Regions from separate parts of the Anas platyrhynchos genome. Here region 1 is linked to region 2. A link is a contact called in public Hi-C data. All regions are on one chromosome and are shown on one strand. Each heading gives the region's core, a stretch centred on a gene start, on an enhancer-like site or on the middle of the called end of the contact. The rest is flanking DNA. Distances are from core to core; before and after follow the strand shown. Region 1 overlaps HMGA2 (high mobility group AT-hook 2). Region 2 overlaps MSRB3 (methionine sulfoxide reductase B3).

Evidence for each region. Hi-C and Micro-C count contacts between places; a contact is called where the count stands out from the background.
Region 1: a contact with region 2 is called in a Hi-C map of small yellow follicle, with 2.5 times the contacts expected there. The contact joins two enhancer-like sites. A contact is called at or near these places in 3 of 8 Hi-C or Micro-C datasets (liver, skeletal muscle and small yellow follicle).

Annotation. Positions count from the first base shown.
Region 1 is chr1:36,371,939-36,374,638 of IASCAAS_PekinDuck_T2T, reverse strand. The region is part of intron 4 of HMGA2 (high mobility group AT-hook 2); the gene reads right to left. Among named protein-coding and RNA genes, the nearest start is that of HMGA2, 50 kb to the right of the region's middle. Within about 2 kb of position 1,303, at least 3 of the 8 cell types and tissues checked have an H3K27ac peak or open chromatin away from gene starts, as enhancers often do. A contact at or near this core is called in small yellow follicle, where this site is marked.
Region 2 is chr1:36,108,558-36,111,257 of IASCAAS_PekinDuck_T2T, reverse strand. The region is part of intron 1 of MSRB3 (methionine sulfoxide reductase B3); the gene reads right to left. Among named protein-coding and RNA genes, the nearest start is that of MSRB3, 17 kb to the right of the region's middle. Within about 2 kb of position 1,342, at least 5 of the 8 cell types and tissues checked have an H3K27ac peak or open chromatin away from gene starts, as enhancers often do. A contact at or near this core is called in small yellow follicle, where this site is marked.

The DNA.
Region 1 (2,700 bases), core at 54-2,553, 260 kb before region 2:
CCTGTCCGAAGTAGCCCTACGCTTTTTCATCTCAACTATGCACGTGGGTGCAATTCCTTTTTCACTCAAATAACCAAGTATTCTTTCTGCATCTTGTGGGCACATGACCCTGCAGGACAAAGCGTGAATAAAAAGAGTCTGAGACAGAGCTTTGTCCTGTGTAATGGTCGCCAGCCTTCCCCACCACTGGGCAACAATGCGAAGGAGAGGGAAAACACTGCTTCCTCTGTCAGCCTGAGCTGTACTGCCAGTGGGATGTTGTACCTACGGGTCATGCTACTACATGGTCTTGGAGACATTGAGCAGCCTGTAGATAGATCCGTGGTCCAACTGGTACAAAAATAACCATGAAAGCAAAAATTGAGTGGTTTGTTGTTATTTTTTTTAATCAGACCCTTTGCCATACCTTGACTTTACACCCTTCTCTTGCAGCCAGCAATACCGTATTTCTGTTTAAATTTAGAAATGATACAAGCCTATTTATTTGTCATCAGTATTTTGAAATTTCAGTCTGGCACTGCTTGGAAAAGTAAAAAGGCTTTATTGTATTTTTTTATTATTATTATAAAATTAAGCCAGTATTATTTAAATAACAGCCTCTGTTAGGGCTTTCTGATATCCTCTGAAATCAAGAGATTGAGGAGGCAGTGATCTCCTTTCCCCAGGAGAAGGCATGCTGGAAGGCACTGGATGAGCAAAACACTTTTCTGTGCACAGAGCAGGTGCAAAACCTTGGTGCAGATGGTTGTCTTTTATGTTCTCAGAGGAAAAAATCTGTTTTTAATTGGTACTTTTTGTAGCTCACAGTTCATCAAGATGGTTCGAACTGGCACGTTTTCATGAGCCTTCAAGCACCTGCAGTAACCTTCTGTGGTTTCAGGAGGAACAAGAAAGTGCATCTTTTTCATAGCATTGAGGAAGGATGAGAAAAAAAAAAGAGGAGTTTTGATCCCCAGGATAGCGATGCAATGCCATGTCTATAAAAGCACTTGCTACCAAGTCTGTAAGAGGCAAAGCAGTGCTGTCAATATCCGTTACCCAATCCAAGTTCATCAGCCCGCTGAGCCTGGAGCTGTGGGCTGCCTCCCTTGAGCATTCAAGGACTCAGCGGAGGAAGCAGGATCGGTGCAGCTCCTCTCCCCGAAAGCACACGTGCAACGCGGGGACTTTTAGAGGACTGGCCCAAACCCAGCTACACTCCACGTCTCACACCCCTCACAGTGACTGCAGCCTGATACTTCGTGAGATTCCCTTCAGAGCAATCCTGTCCTGGTTCCTGGGAGCATCCATTGCCCTGCTCACTCCTCTTCCCACCACCTCCCTGGGCCCTGCTGTTGGGCAGCAGCAAATAAAGGGGCAATCAGCACACCTCCAGCCCGGGCTCCCCAGCAATTGAAGAATGCGGGCTGCTGCGCTGGCTGAAAGGCTTGGGAAAGTGCAGCCCTGCTGTTTCATGTCAACATTCCTCCCCCTCTGCCTTTCCCAAGGTCTCAGGCAGAAAATCCTTTTTTGTTCTTATCAGTTCAAACAAGAACAATGAATTCCTCAAGCCCGCAAGAATGTGACAAGGTGCCAACAAAGCCAACCAGGAAGGTGATGTATGGTCTATAGGCTGCAGCTCAAATAAATCACTTCACAAACCAGTGCTGCAAGGAGTGATTTCAAACAGCTTAGAGCCTCCAGTTCTAGCTCTGCCCTTCAGATTTTCACCTGCCAAGTATCCCAAATAAAAGCACTGTGTGTGACGCTAAAATGCTGTGTGCCCTTTGCTTTTGTTACCAGTAATAACTATGCAGCATGTAATTAAATCAATATTACCGTGGGGTGTCTGCACAGCTTTGGTGAAGGCAAGAGTTGCAGTTTCCATCATAAACCCTTAAATTCGAAAGTTTACAGCTGGCTGTAAAACTGGCTCACTGAGCAGAACTTGGCATGCACAGCTGTTAGCCAGGGAGCAAACGATTTTTACCATATTTCAAAAATAATTGGTTTGGCTCTTTAAAATCTTACTAATGTTTTAAAAAATGAGGTTACCATGTCTGGATGCTTTTTAGCGTATATCTTCCATTTCTACAAAGAAACGCTGGCAGGCAACTGATCTCCTAGTAAGCCAGTCTGATTGGGAAAATAAAAGAGTAATGACCAACATGCTCAGTCATAAAAAGGCAGCTTAGCAGGTACATATTCCACATGCATAAGGATCTGGATGTCTCTTCCTCTGCTTGGACAGCATGCCTTCTAGAGAGAATTCACATGATGCTTGACACTGTAGAAATTAGCACAAGAATAATTGTTTCATGCTGAATTACACTGACATTAGTGAAAATTCACAGTGTGGGCAAAATGGCAAGCAGGTATCCAAGATGCTCAGCCCACGCATGGGCACTTTACCAGCCAGTGATTAAAATGAAGCATGCCTAGCCTTGCTATAAGCTACAGGCTGCTCAAATTCAGCTTTCTCCATGCATCACTGCCACCACAGCACAGCACCAGCCCTAGGGAGCAAAATGTTGGGAGCGATGACCTGTGACACACCATCAAACTCCTTGTTGCAATGAGCTTCACCATGGATGGAGTTTTCCTGTTTTACATCACCTCATCTCGTCTCAGGAGACACACTGCTTGGCAGACACACCAGCACTGCGCCTACTCCATCATCTACCTCATCTACATCCTGCCTCACCAGTGTACATACCACTG
Region 2 (2,700 bases), core at 93-2,592:
AGTGCTAGGAACCAGTCCTTGCTAAAAATTGTTCTTTTGATGACTTGTCTGAGGAACGTGACATCGCACTGTAATAAACTTCCCAGTTATCTTAAACCCCCGACTTCTTGTTTTAAAGGCAGGAAATAATTCGCATTGTAAACTGTCCATGAGATATATTTAAACAACCTTCCGGGCAGTTTAAATATAGAAAATGGAGAGATGGCAGTCGCAAGATTTTATTTGAGAAGGATTTAATGCACGAATACTAATTGTTCCATTTACCCCACGATGGGAAAGAGGAAACGCAGCTGCCTCGCAGCGCTGGCTTCAGAGGGTTACGGGACATCGGGGCCGCGAGCCAGCCCCCACCAAAGGTGATCCTGAGGCTTTCGGTGACACGGCTGGAAGCAGGATTAAACCCCAGGGGGCTAATGAGCAATGTGGCACATCCACCGGCCTCCTCAGAGCTGCCTCCCTCTGTTTCTGAATATCATAGCGAAGGAGCTGTGGGACACGAGCGCCCAGAAATGAACTGAGGAATGGTTTTGTCTTGGGCATTTCCTGGATAAGATTAAGAAGCCGATCGCGGCCTCTTCCGACCCCCTAACGAACAAACGCGTAATACACGGTCTTATGTATTACCACATCACTCTGGAGTATATCTGATGGAAAACTGCTTGTATTAACATGCCTGAACTCTGACTTCTCCAAACTAAATTCGCTGCAAAACCAAAACATTTTTGTGTTACTAAATGGAGACAAAAAGGAGGGGGAAGGTAAGTACTGCACAATGAACAGCCTGAGAGGGCCATTAAACATAAATAAACATGTCATTTTCACGAGTGACTGCAGGACCGGTTTAAAAAAAAAAAAAAAAAAAAAAAGGAGGGGGGGGGAAATTCCTCCAGAGCAGAGCAGACTACCGACTAATAAAAGATCAAAGGTCTGTCCGTAACAAACACTACAAATAAAAACCTGATTTTTTTTTTTTATTATTATTTTTTTTTCCCTCCCAGCGACCTTCACCGCCAGGAATAAAGGGCGCAGTGAAGGCGTAATTACCGGGCCAGGCTGCAGCCTCGCCGCGCTCCCGCAGCTGATCATAAAACCCCTTCTTCCCACCCTGCCCCAGCGAGCGCGGGGCCGGCCGGCCGCGGCCATCTGGCTTGTGTCAGCGCCGGCGAGGCCGGGGGAAGCGCGGCGCTGATGTCACCGCGCGGGTCAGCCGGGGAACAAAGGCGTATTTTTGCCCTTAAAAAGCTGGGGTGCCCCAGCAGCGGGGGCCTCCGGCCCGCCGGCGGGGGTGATTTATGGCTCGTGCCGTTCCCGCTCCTACTGAGATAGCCCGGCCCCATCTAGCGGTCGGCGCCACGAGAAGGCCTCGTGAAGGACAGGGCTGGTATGGCGGCCATGAGGCCGGCCACAGAAGCACAGAATCACAGAATTATCTAGGTTGCAAGAGACCTCCAAGATCACTGAGTCCAACCTCTGACCTAACACTAACCAGACCTCCATTAAACCATATCACCAAGCACCACATCCAAACATCTTCTAAAGACTTCCAAGGATGGTGACTCCACCACTTCCCTGGGCAGCCCATTCCAATGCCTCACAACCCTCTCAGTAAAGAAGTCCTTCCTAATATCCAACCTAAAACACCCCTGGCTCAACTTTAGCCCATTCCCCCTCGTCCTGTCACCAGGCACGTGGGAGAACAGGCCAACCCCCACCTCACTACAGCCTCCTTTAATGTATAGTGAGGTGGGGGGTGGTCAAGGTCATCCCCAGAGGGCTGCCACCATCCAGCCATCCCCAGGCTGCTAACACAGCCTTGTGGGGCTCCTTGTCCCCATGTGGCGACACCGAAGCCCAAGCCACCGGCCTGCAGACTTGGTGGCACTTCAGCCACCTGGCCTTGTCTCAAAACCCCCCATGCTCTGGAAGCCAAGCTGGGTGGCAGGGGACGGCCCCAAGGTTTAGCAAACCCTGCTCTGCCTCTGTGTGGGGACAGGCAGCACACCACGGGCACGACAAGAGTCATGGTCTGGTCCGCGACGCTGACGTCTGCCTCATGTCATGGCCCTGCGCTCGTGCCCAGCTTGCAGGCTGCCAGCAGCTTCAACAGGAGCTTTGTTTCCTGCAGAGCTCACCAAACAGCTTTGTGACAGCTTGGCTTTGCCACAGCTGGCAGTGCAGAAACTTTTTTGTGGATGTTGTTTCCAGTCAGGAGCATTCTCTGCTATTTTGGAGGCCAGGATACCAGAGGGCAGCCAGACCTTCCCCTGGATGGCTGGGCTCTCACAGAGCTGCCTATAGGAAGCCCACGTGCCTATGAAACATCTCCTCGTGCCACTGGGCACAGGCGTCTGATGAAGCACAGGGCAGACACGAAGGCATCATCCCTGCTCTGTGCTTTGTCTCTCCCGCTGCGTGCTCCATCGGGGCTGCCAAACCTGCTGCTTCGCCTCGCTGGATCTACCTCTCCAGACCAAACCCGCTCCACCCCTCCTGATTTGTGAGAAGTAAACAGGATCATAACTCCCTCGAGTGTAAACAGTTTAAAGGAAATGATTTGAATTTGCCAAGGATTATAAAATAGATCTTGACCTCTTGAAAATGTCAAATATTTCAGTGTTCACCAAAATGTTGTTATTTAGTCTCAAGTATTCGTAAAGTCTTGGAGGATATATAAGTCCTGAAAGCCCAATAAAATATAAC